3 separate regions of the Mus musculus genome follow, and all the other regions are linked to region 3. Evidence: chromatin contacts called from public HiChIP or PLAC-seq and capture Hi-C data. All regions are on one chromosome and are shown on one strand. Each heading gives the region's core, a stretch centred on a gene start, on an enhancer-like site or on the middle of the called end of the contact. The rest is flanking DNA. Distances are from core to core; before and after follow the strand shown.

The links. HiChIP or PLAC-seq counts read pairs in DNA pulled down with a chosen protein or histone mark. Capture Hi-C pulls out chosen DNA fragments and counts their contacts.
Region 1: a capture Hi-C map of bone marrow-derived macrophages shows a contact between it and region 3, with 6 times the contacts expected there. The contact joins two enhancer-like sites. A contact is called at or near these places in 1 of 115 datasets of contacts at active chromatin or transcription factors (microglia) and 1 of 9 other capture datasets (bone marrow-derived macrophages).
Region 2: a contact with region 3 is called in an H3K27ac HiChIP or PLAC-seq map of bone marrow-derived dendritic cells, with 4 times the contacts expected there. The contact joins two enhancer-like sites. A contact is called at or near these places in 2 of 484 Hi-C or Micro-C datasets (the C10 cell line and bone marrow-derived macrophages) and 2 of 115 datasets of contacts at active chromatin or transcription factors (bone marrow-derived dendritic cells and microglia).

Annotation. Positions count from the first base shown.
Region 1 is chr4:55,796,580-55,800,719 of GRCm38.p6, reverse strand. No RefSeq gene overlaps it. Among named protein-coding and RNA genes, the nearest start is that of Gm34482, 150 kb to the left of the region's middle. Within about 2 kb of position 2,414, at least 24 of the 459 cell types and tissues checked have an H3K27ac peak or open chromatin away from gene starts, as enhancers often do. A contact at or near this core is called in bone marrow-derived macrophages and microglia, where this site is marked.
Region 2 is chr4:55,815,420-55,819,419 of GRCm38.p6, reverse strand. No RefSeq gene overlaps it. Among named protein-coding and RNA genes, the nearest start is that of Gm34482, 140 kb to the left of the region's middle. Within about 2 kb of position 2,224, at least 28 of the 459 cell types and tissues checked have an H3K27ac peak or open chromatin away from gene starts, as enhancers often do. A contact at or near this core is called in bone marrow-derived dendritic cells, bone marrow-derived macrophages and microglia, where this site is marked.
Region 3 is chr4:55,621,652-55,625,830 of GRCm38.p6, reverse strand. The region is part of intron 4 of Gm12506 (a long non-coding RNA gene); the gene reads right to left. Among named protein-coding and RNA genes, the nearest start is that of Gm12511, 52 kb to the right of the region's middle. Within about 2 kb of position 2,305, at least 77 of the 459 cell types and tissues checked have an H3K27ac peak or open chromatin away from gene starts, as enhancers often do. A contact at or near this core is called in bone marrow-derived dendritic cells, bone marrow-derived macrophages and microglia, where this site is marked.

The sequences.
Region 1 (4,140 bases), core at 1,165-3,664, 170 kb before region 3:
AGATTCAGCATTTCTGGCCTAGGAAGATGGCATAGTTCACACTACATCAGCTTCCACAGCTTTCAATAAAGTTGATGGCGAGTCTCCTCAGGCTGTGGCTTTCCTGGGACACTTGAGGCAGAAGGACTGCACTTAGCAGTTAAGCCTTGGTATAAAATCCACTGAACCCTTCCTTCCCCAGAGGTTGCAGAAGGTTCATTTATATAGTGCAAAATAAGAAGGAAGCGGCAAGCTGAATGTGGTGAATCAGGCATGTAATCTCAGTACTTGGGAAAGGTCGGCACCATCTTAAGGCCAGCCTGAACCATATGGAGAAAGGGAGAATGGAAAGAAGGGAGGGAGGGAGGGGGAGAGATGTCCAGAGGTATACAACACAGGTGATTCTAAATCCAGTCAAATTGACAGGGAGAATTCATTATTATGTGGAGGTTAGGGGGAAAATTAAGTTAACAAGAGTGGAAAACCTAGGTATTGTAAGCAGAAAGAAATTTCAGAGAACTAGACTTCTGCCTTCCATGATGAGAACATGATTAGAGCAACATGATTAAACATGTTTCATGACTTGAATAACACATCAGCAAATACAAGGAACACTCACAATCCCAGGAAAACATATATCTTTCATTCTGCTTCAGTCAGAGACAATAGTCTCTCAGTGTCTGAAGGCTGAAACCATCGACCTTTCCACAGATCCTCAATCCTTTGTATAAAACAGCACCATATTTGCATACAACCTACAAACCGCCTCCCGTATTTTTAAAAATCATCTCTAGATTACTTTTCCCATTTTCTTTTATTTTTGAGATAATATAATTACATCATCTCTCCATTCCCCTTTCCTCCCTCTAAATCTTCTTTGTTCTCTTTCAAGTCTATGACTTCTTTACTTTTAATATTTGGAATATAAATATCGTGCAATATAAATATTGTGTTTGAAGTAATTACACTGTCTGGGTAATAATTGCCAAGAAAAAGCTGTCTATATGTTCGCAGTGGATGTAATCTTTTTAAGTTTTTAACCTATAATTGGCTGAATCCATCCAAGTAGAATTCACACGTACAGATGCTGTGCAGAGAGATAACTGGGTTTATGTGTGCCCACTGGAACAATAGTGGCACAACTGTTATTGGTAAATAAACCCTTTTTGACTGGACTTGAGACCTGTTCTACAGGAGAAAATTTCATGCCTGGTACTGTAGAGAAAACCTCACAGGTAGGGAAGATGAGGCCAAGGGGTAAATTTGTTAATTTGCTAAGTGATCATTTTTTTATATTGTCTTTTACATATTTGTGTTTAAATGCATATTCCTAGCTGCTCTCAACCCTTGTCAGAGAAAGTGATTTCTATAATGGGAAGCAACCAGTGCAGAAAGATATAACTGATCAAATATTAACAATAAGCTTGATTTCTCAGGTACACATCGGGAATCTTTATCAGTCTATACATAATAAGGCTCAGAGAATATTAAATAAAAGGATGCAGAAGGGATGTAAAAGTCAGAGAATGGGAGGGAGTACTGGGAAATGCTGCCTTATGAATACAACATGGCTAGCTAACTCCTGAACTCACAGCAGCAATATTTACCAGACCTGCACAAGACCAAGCCAGCCAAAATCTAGCATAGATGGAGGAATTACTCTGTGGGCTCCATCCATTTCTCAGGAGCTAGTGATAACTGACAGCTGCTGTGAGAGCGAAAATCTTTTGGGGAGGAATAACCACTGGTATATTTCCCATGTTCCTGTTGGCAGCCCTACAATCATGTATATGTGAAAAGCATTAGTCAGACTTAGTGCGTTATCAGAGAAGGAGGAGAAGGAGGGGGAGGAACAGGAGGAGCAGAAGGAGGAGGAAAGTGAAGAGAGGAAGGGGTTTTAAAGAGAAAAAAAGAAAGAAAGAAAGAAAGAAAGAAAGAAAGAAAGGAAGGAAGGAAGGAAGGAAGGAAGGAAGGAAGGAAGGAAGGAAGGAAGGAGGAAGGAAGGAAGGAAGGAAGGAAGGAAGGAAGGAAGGAAGGAAGGAAGGAAGGAAGGAAAGAAAGAAAGAAAGAAAGAAAGAAAGAAAGAAAGAAAGAAAGAAAGAAAGAAAGAAAGAAAGAAAGTTAGGATGGTGGCATGTTTGAAGGACAGAGAGGGAGTTAGAAGTGATAAATAGGACATGGATATTATCATATTTTAATGTATATGCATCCACAAGAATGAAGAAAATCATTTCATTACAAGAGATTTGAACACGTGTGAGGCTAAGCCAGAATGCAGAAGTGACGAAGCAGAACGTTCATCATCTAAAAGCCCACAACCTCGAAGACTTTCTGAGGAAGCTAACAAGAGCAGATAAGAATGGGAGTGGGCACCCTGCTCATAGGAAAAAGAGCCCACCCATCGCCTGGGTCATAGACAGCTGCCCTCTCATGGGACACAAGGTCAGATGGTCACACCATTTCTCTGTTGCCTTTATCAGATACAAGAAGTCTCTCACAGGAGGAAGGGGTGAAAGTCACTAAAAATAAAGTGGTTTCTGATTTGGGAGCATTGCAACATTCTTCAGGGCATTTTAGGGAACAAGTCCCTTTGCTATGACAGGAAGAATTGAAAATCAGCACCCGTTGATGACTGGAGTGGCAAAATGTTTGAGGACTGAACCAAGCTTCCAGAAATCCTTCAGACATTGTTCCTTCCTAAATAGAACGTGGATCTTAATTTCCCTTTTTCCTTTTCTCTTCTTGCTTTAAATTTTCCAAGCCTCTCCCCTCTGTCCTTAACACACTGCAGGTGTTAAGAAGTCATTTGATCTGATTCCTTGGCCCCCTAGTCAATGGCACCACATCACCAGAAGTCAGGTCCAATGTCCCAACCCCTTTAAGACCTGCACATATTTTTCAAAAGCCCATGCTAGAAGTGGCAAGGCCTCCTAATTGTGCATTTCATAATCTCCCTGGGATTGCCCTATCCAAACTGACAAGTGTGTCTGTTCTTCAAAGCTCACATAGTTCTATCCTATATCTTTCTTCCCTCTGCTTTTTACAATTATGACTTGTGTGGATGCTCAACTCATTGTTACATCCCTACTTCCTGGTATGGTACAGCCAGCATGCAACAGTCCCGGATTGATGTAGGAATCTACCCAGCAGCAGCAGCCTTTATCAATACAGCCTTTATCATTGCTGAGCACCTAGTACACTCTCTATAGCTATTGGACAATTGGATGGACAGAAACACATCTGCCCCATGATGAACAAGTAGAGGAGACTGGATGACTCACTGCTCTTAGTTCTCTTTCTCTCTTCCCAGCTCCCCACAGCCTAGAGGAGCATTTGCACGTGTTTAGTACTAAGAACATATTGTAAAAGTATTTGGGCCAAGAACTCCCTGTATTATCTTTGTAAGTGGAATATTATCCTAAATTTGAAATTGAGTAAGAACTTAATTTGTTCTTCCTGTGAATGTAATCTTCTACTAGTCAGACACTAGAACTCTTGGGGGAGGGGGTGGGCAGTGCCTGTTTGTTTGTTTAGTTTTTATTGTTATTTCCATCAAAATCCCTGCTTTGTGTCTCAGTGGTAGAGCACTTTGCCTAGCATGCCCAGTGCCCTGTATTCAAGCCACAGCACTGGAGATAGAAAGGATAATTATGTACGGTGAGCCATTTGGTTTAGTTGGATTATCTATTTACTTTTTTGTTTGCTTAGAGGGAGTTGAGTTTAAGAAATACCTAACAGAGGGGAGATAGAACTGAAATACCTAACAAAGGGGAGATAGAACCTGTAGAGACCATATCCAATGGTTAGACATGGCCTCCAGTTGAGGGATGGGGCCACCCACCTATCTCAACTTAAAGTTTATCTCACTTTTTGTTCTTGATGGTGGTGGTAGTTGGGATGGTTGGTTGTTAGTATTGTTGTTGTTGTTGTTGTTGTTGTTGTTGTTGTAATTTAGAGATAGGGTCTCATTTTGTAGCCCATGATGGCTTTGAACTCAGTTTCCTGAGTGTGGAGATTAGAGATATGAACGACAGCACCAAGATAATTCTGTACATATCTGATACAATGCATAGAACAGCTATGTTAATGCTGAGGTATAAGGAGCAGTAGTCCCCTTGGAGAAATGCAGAGGAGCACTCAGAAATATTGAGCAGGTTCAAA
Region 2 (4,000 bases), core at 975-3,474, 190 kb before region 3:
CATCGTTGGGTTAAGGATCCATTTACTTCAGTATGGTTTCATCTTAATTAATATATATCCATAATTACTATTACCAAATGAGGCTGCATTCTGAGGTACTATGAGGACTTCAAAATATTACTTCAAAACTGTGTTTGAGGGAACACAGTTCAGTACTATCTAATGCATATTCAAATCTCAAATGTCCATTCTTCTTATGTGTACAAGTCTCTCGATCCCCGGAATTTTATAGGCAAAAGTGCACTAAAGAGTAAATGTCATGGTAACTACTTAAACGTCATCATTTTATGCCCAGCTGCAGGTATTTTTTCCTATAATTGCCTTGGTGACAATATAGAACAACTTATTTAAGAAAATAGGGGGACTGAGGAGATGGACTGGTCAGTAAAGCTCTTGCCATACAAGCATGATGAACCAAATTGTGCTCCCAGGATCCACATAAAAAGCTGAGTATGGGTGGCCCACATCTGCAATGCCTGTCATGAGAAGGTAGAGACAAAGGATCTCTGAGGCTTTCTGGCCAGCCAGCCTAGCTGAATTTGTGTGCTCAAGATGCAGCGAATGACCCTGTCTCAAAAATTAAGATAGTGTTCAAGAAAAAGTCCTGACATTGACTTCTGTCATCCAATTATGTATACACACATGCACACACATATATGCATACCTGTGCACACACATTAGAAATGATCTCAAACAGGGTTTTTTTTTTTTTGAAGGTATCTCTGAGTTGAGAGTGAAGAGCTACTGAGTTCTAAAGTGTTCTACTAGCCTCTTGTCAATCTTTGTCACAATTTAAATAAAATGAGTATGGTGTTCAATAAAGTTTCAATGGCTACTGTGACTGATTTCTATCATCCTCAACTTTGTGCACTTCAGAAGAGAAACAGAAACATGACAGAACTCCAATGTAGTCTATCATCTATAGAAGAAAAACAAAGGAAGTATCTGAAAGTGTCCAGCAGAAACACAGAATCTTTTAATAATGACAAGAGAACATTAGAGTAAACTCTAGGCTGTTATGAACAATTTTAAAACTCTAGAGTTTCCAGAGGAAACTCTTGAGATCCAATGTAAACAAAGTCCTTGTGTTATCTGTGTTGTTTCCATATATAAGAAGAGGAAATGTCATCACTGTGTCATGACTTCAAGCTTCGTCTTCCATTATCCTCTCTAGCCTAATATTTACTCAACTCTGGTCATGGCTTCCTATCCCTGAAACATACCTCAGGACTAAGCACACCCCTGCCTTTTCCCATTCTCACCTTTTGGGGTGCTTCACTGCCTTCCTCATCTAGAGAAGAGAGATCTTCAGAGACCCAGAATTCCTGAGACATCCCCTCCCCATAACATAGCTCACAGAATGCTCCATTATATTTGTTTGGAATGATTTTCTGTATTATCATTATTCACCTTCTGAATCCATCCAACCATCTGGTCAACCATTGCCTATCTACTGACAACAGACATATGTGGCAGTACAGTGTGCAACAGCAATGAACAAACAGAAGGGTAAATGGATTATGCTGTAAATTCTTAGACAGGAGAAGGGTATCTGGATTTGTGACTAAATGCTGGAAGATCTAATTGGGAGGTCCATATGGAATTGAAACGGGAAATTTTGCATGTATCATGTTTCTAGTCCATGGCAAACAGCCCACTCTGGAAGCCCCATGCCATGATTATAACCTAGCTGCTTATTCTCAGATCAGCACTTCCTTTCTCCATAGACTTATGCAACCTAGATGTGCAGATGCACACTTTGGCATGGGTGGCCCCATACCCTCTATAGGGATCTGAGTATACAAGGCAACCATGGGACTAGCCTCATCTGCGGTAGTGGCCAAACCAGGTGGCCTAAAGAGGAACAAAAAACTTCTGGAAGCATCCTCCCCAACCTCGCATGGATACTTCCTGATGGATGTAGGAATGCTTACATGTCTGCTTTTTGGCAAATAGCAAGTGTCACACTTGCCAAAGGGAGGTCTCTTCCCTGATCATTTTTGTCCTTTGGAGAGTAATCCCAATTCCAAAAACCCGCAGGAAAAGTAGTCCAACCTTTGGCTTTACCCAGCCTCTCTGCATTTCTGTTAGGAGAACTTTTATTTCCTCCTTGCTCCTCTATTTTGATAGCATTTACTTCCTCTATTTGCTGCCTCAATAGTCCAAGTCCCCCACACCCCCACATATCACTTCCACAGAGAAACAGCAGAGGCAAATGCACTACTTCTTTCTGCAGAGTTCTGCCCTGCTCTCTACCACCACTGGTAGCACCACTCACTCACACAGATGACCAGTTTCCTTGTCTCTCTGTCACCTTGGACTGTGAGGTCCAAAGGACCTTTGTCCCCTAAATAGAACCAGGTGTATTCCTTAGGTGTACACACACACACACACACACACACACACACATACACACACACACATTCATCACTTGAAATTTGGCTAGATCTGTGTGTTGAGCACATCTTGTTGTCTCATTTGAAGCTCTCTGGGAGATCAGAGATGAGAAAACCATACATTCTGCTGCTGTTAAAAGTCTGTATTCCAATGGAAGACTATTAAATGATAATCATTAAAAGGATAGGGGTGTGGGGGGGAAATGGAGGAGAATGGGGAAACTATTTCAGAGAAGCAGAAATAACAAGTAGTCAATCCTGGATCATCTTGTTGGGATCAGTTTAAACAACCCAAAATATACATAGACCTTGAGACTCAAGGTCATGCATGAGCTTCCAGTAGACCTAGGAAGAAAGAGCAGTTCTCACAACCCTTTCACGTAGCTTCTTGTTATTTGGTTCTCTGATAGCCAGCACAGTAGACATAACAGAGAAGTCATCTCCTAGCTGGATACTGAGCCCAACAAGTCTTTCCATAGACTTTCACCCTTTCTCTTTTGGAAAAGCCATCCTTAAGGAAATTCTGACCATTACTCTGGCTTCAGATCATTGTTCACTGTTCCCTCTGGTAGCTTCCAGAATCATCCTTCCCTCCAGATTCACTTCTGTCTATGATAAGCTCTCCTCTTCCTTCATGGGGCTGAGTGTACGCCAGGCACAGGCTGTTCAGCTTTGCTTGCTTCTGAGGGGCTCCCTGCCTAGATCCAGGGCTCCTGTCTCCCCACATCTCCCTGCATTGGCTTAGTATTACCCATGCTGATTCATGACTAGTTTTATCCAGTATGCATAGAATTCCAACTAGGACCAAAGGACCATCAGAAGCTACAGAGGGGCTGTCTGTGTGTATGTTGCAGGGAGGTACCTTGCCTCTTTTATCAGCCTGTGCGTTTCTTCCACAGAGCCACCCCAAGAGTGCTTCCCTACTCAAGGGGGCAGAAAGAAACCTGAAGTTCCTGGTGGGGGGGTGGCCACAAGTGCAGGAGGAACACTTTCTTCACTGGTATTTCAAGACTATTTCGCAATCACAGAAACCACCAGCCACATGCAATCACTGGCTGGAAAGAAGCAAGTGCGAGATTGGATTGAAGGAGCATGTGTGTGAGGGTACATGCATGTATATATGCACACACTCATATGTGTGTGCATATGCTATGTATGTCTTTGTGTGTACACTAGCATATTTATATGTGTGTGCATGTGTGCATATACCACAGGTGTGTGTGTGTGTGTGTGTGTGTGTGTGTGTGTGTGTGTGTGTGTGAATAGATATGAAGAGACTCCAAAGACAGTCAGCCAACAGAATTCTTTCTGATGCCAGTGTGTGCTCCAGCCAAAAAGATGTATTTGGGGTCAAAAAGAGAAAATTTCATTGAAGTCCAAAGCTTTAGTTAGATCATCAAATATGAAAAACAACAGTGTATATGCTGATATATTTGTAATTAATTTCCATTTCAGAATTACAATTCTCAACATGAATGAATGTCGTACAGGGCACATGGAAAAGTTTGAATTTTAGATATACAACCTATTTTAATGACTTTTTAAAAAATATTACTAATATGTGCTTTGTGTGTGTGGTTTCATGTATAGCATAGCACCTGCAT
Region 3 (4,179 bases), core at 1,056-3,555:
GACAGTCTTCACCTGTGGCAGAAATGATCTCTCTCTCTCTCTCTCTCTCTCTCTCTCTCTCTCTCTCTCTCTCTCTCTCTCTCAGAAACCCTCAAATACCAGAAGAGAGCACATGAAGCCAGTCATGGTAGCACATCTCTGTAGTCACAGCACTCAGGAGGCTGAGGCAGGAGGATGACAAATCTGAGGCCTGGGTTACATAGCCAGGCTAGCCAGTGAGTGCCAGGATAGACTCTTTCTCAAATCAGCCAAGTAAGAAACAAGAGGGCGTATAGGCAGTTCTTACAAAAATAACCCATGTCTGTAAGTTCCTAAACTCACTAACCTTCAGTGACAGGGCCTTAGTCTAGGAGACACTCTCCACACAGACAATGTAGACCAAAGAAGTTCCTCTCAAAGTTCAGAATTCTGACAAATGAGAAAGAAAGAAAGAAAGAAAGAAAGAAAGAAAGAAAGAAAGAAAGAAAGGAAGGAAGGAAGGAAGGAAGGAAGGAAGGAAGGAAGGAAGGAAGGAAGGAAGGAAGGAAGGAAGGAAGGAAGGAAGGAAGGAAGGAAGAGAAGGAAAGAAACAGCGTAGGCCTATCGACCAAAAGGGAAAAAAAAAAACCAATGTTAAATGGCAGGTAAGAAAGAAGTAATTTATCGGGAGAATGATAGGAAGTCCATGGGTAAAAAACAGAATTTCATTTTCTCACCATACGAAGTAGGTGTGTAGTCTTCCCTTCCCCCAGTTCCTCCGTAAATAAGGGGCTAGTGCTATCTGTGAAATAATTTATGATCCGGTGTGCTCCATTGTAAATGGCTGCTGTGTTTGCCAGCTACACCCCTGAGCACACTGACCTTCGCAGGTGAGCTCTGTGTTTATAGCACAGAAAATTGTTTTACTGCTGAAGCCCAGGCAACTCATATACCGGACACCTGTCAGGAGGGAGAGGGGGATCAATCACTCTGTGCTTTCAGGAAGAGGGATCCGCAGAGGAACAAGGTACCCCTCGTGTGGCCTAGCCAGGTCAAACAAACTACTAAGTACACGGTCAAGTTTGGGCCGCAAGAGACATCCAAGTCCAGGGTGAGCCAACTCAACACTCCAGGCCGGGGACTGAAGGCCAGAAGGCAGTCTGGAGACTCGAGAAGTCTATCAGTTCTGCCAGAAACCAACAAGCTGGAGTCCGAGGCAAGCATGCAAATAATGCCAAGGACTAAGGTGGAATAACCTAGATATGCTGGGAAATATGGCAGGCCAGGAACAAAAGAAAGATGGCGGCAGGAGCCAAAGGTCCAAAGCTGCACATCCACCCTGAGGCAAAATGAGAGGTGTCTGCAGTGTACTCAAGAAACAAAGTATGTACTCAAAAATTGAGTGGAGTGGCAAGGGCAGGGCTGAGGTAAAAAAAAAAAAAAGCATTCGTTGCCTTTGACTGTACAGCTCAGTCTAAGGAGGAAACTGTCATTGTCATCACCATCATCATCATTATCATCATCCCCACCAATACCTCAGTATGTAGATTTCAGAGAGGTTTGGAGATGGAACAAACACCCCTAGTAGGATAATTACGGGGCTGGGGCTGTACCTCAGTGATAGAGATCACATCCATCAGGCTCTAAGTGTAAGCCCTAATACTTCCCTTTAAAAAAAAAAAAACAAGAGGCAGTGTTGAGAGGGAGATGGCTTAACAGGTCAAGCCTGACAGCCTGAGTTTGATCCCCAGAACCCACAGTAAAAGGAAAGTTGGTCTCTGACCTTTACATGAGCACGGGGCATGTGTACATTCACACCCACACGCATGAGTACACACTCAACAACAATAGAAAGCTTTGAAAGATTTAAAGAGAGATTTACTAAGCATCCACGTGGCTTCACGGACTCCCTTTTGCTAGTGAGGCAATCAAGTCTTCACCAGACATTTAACAGGGCCCCTGACTTAAAAACAAAACAAAAACAAACAAACAAACAAACAAAAAAAGCCTCTTGAATTTTGAACCACAAGATGAGGCCTACACCGACCGAGAACAGACAGAGGTATACAAAAGAGCAGAGATAAGGGCTAGATCTATCGCTTAGTGGTAGAGCACATGCCTCTCTTCCATGAGGCCTAAGGTTCAATTCCTTTCACTATTTAAAAAGAGAGAGAGAGAACAATACTATACTTGGAGGAGTCCTTTCCTTCACACAATGATGAAATCAAGGACAGGACACAGTTTCCTCACACGGAGGCCCTGGAAGAAGGCTTCTCTCTCGGCCCTAGGCCTAGTCAAATGAGGAAGAGTCAAATGGGCTGGCCTGCAGTTGCCCAACACCCTGGGCCTCTGGGGAGAAGGAAAGAGGAAGTTAGCCATTGTGTCCAGACCAAGTGAGAAGCTTAGTGCGTTCCATGCCTGGTGTTTTCAATTCTGGGCCTTTGAAGGACATTTTAATTTTTTAATTGAAAAAAAAATTACAGTTGATGATCTGCCAGTTCCTCACACACACAATTATCACTGAAGGCCAGACCCTCACCACCTTGTAAATAAACAATAAACTGAGAAGACCTGAAATCAGTGAGGTAGAGGTTTTTTCACCTGGGTCCCTGCTCCCCTGACTATGCTCACATCAACACTGATGAAGCCTCAGACGAGATCTTCACACCATAACCCAGAGTCTAACCCTGGGGCTAGAACATCCTGACACTTGTGGATATCATATCGACTTGTAGATCTGACTACTAAATAATGATACAGAGCATGAGGTAGCGTTCAGAAGTTTCTAGACCCCTTGCCTAGCACTTGCAAGCCTTGGGTGCTATCCCACTCTGCAGACACATTCATCTCTATAACAATGGAAGAAAGACTAGCAACAGGACATGCGAGAGAGAGAGAGAGAGAGAGAGAGGAGAGTCCAAAGTGGATGTGCCTTGGAATCCTAGCCAGCAGAGAGCTGAGTATTCTACTGGCAACAACAAGGCAAGGTGACATTGGCAAAGACCCTGAAGGTCCCAGAGCCAAGCCACATGCCACTCACTTCCAAGTCTCGCTGTTCTCCCATCCCCCGGGAGGGAAGTGTGCTATAAAAGAACACAGAGCACGGAAAGAGCTCTCCCCTGGCTTGTTCAAGACAGAAAGAAACAAACTGAAGTCAGGTTGATCTCTGGAGACTCCAGGTCTGTGGGCTGAAAACCCCCTGGTCTAAATTTACCCTGATCATTCACTACTGGGGCTGTGACAAGGCAGTTACTTAGTGAACATTTGCCAAATAAAACTCACCTAATAAACAAGGTGCATGTGGCTTTGGATGCAACCCAGGGAGTTATTACAACCCCTAAAGAAGGGAAACACTAACATCCAACCACTCATTCTTTACTCCATACATATTTGATGAGCATCTGTCATGTTGCAAACTATGTGTGACACACTAGGGAGAAAAAGCATGGGACATGCTAGACACGGTCTCCAACCCCCCCACAGGCTTACAAACCAGTAGGAAAGAATGAAGGTAAATTAAGAGACACCTAAGATAAGTATAGATTATAGTAATGCTATGAAGAAATAGGCAGGGGGTGGAGTAGAAGTTATTGGTGAGGGCCATTCGGCTGGACAGCCAGGGGAGCTTCCGAAAGGGGGTCTTTCAGGAGCTGAAGGGTGGGAAGAGGAAGTGCCATCCAGGCCAAAAAAAGGAACATGTGGCTAGACTAGGAAGGATTCAGGACAGAAAAGAAAGATGCGAGAGGGAAGACACAGTAGATATGGAGGTTAACTGTCTAAAGGTGCACATCGCTTTATGTTCTGCCAGTACAGCATTCTCCCTCCTTCTTTAGCAGCAGAATAACCTTTTTTTTAGACATGAGGCTTGATTAGTATTGATTCCTCTTCCCAGGACAGAGATGGGACACTAATCTATGCTTAGTTAATCAATCCCCACCTGCTCCCACCCACCCCCACGATCCCAACCATTCATGATAGCAAGTCCTCTTGTGCCTGGGCTGTCCACACACTTGATCAGGTCAACAAACAAGATCTCGCCTGCAACTGTTAATGGAGGTGTAGACTACAAGGAGGAGCCGTGCACAAGAACAGAGCCAGCTGATGGCCAAGCAGAGTTGAGGTGACCTCCGGCTCCTGTGTAAACCCTTCTTCTAGCTGTCCCTGGAGTTTTCATCTTCGTGAATGATTAAATCTCTCCTTTTTCTCCCTTTTCTCCACCAA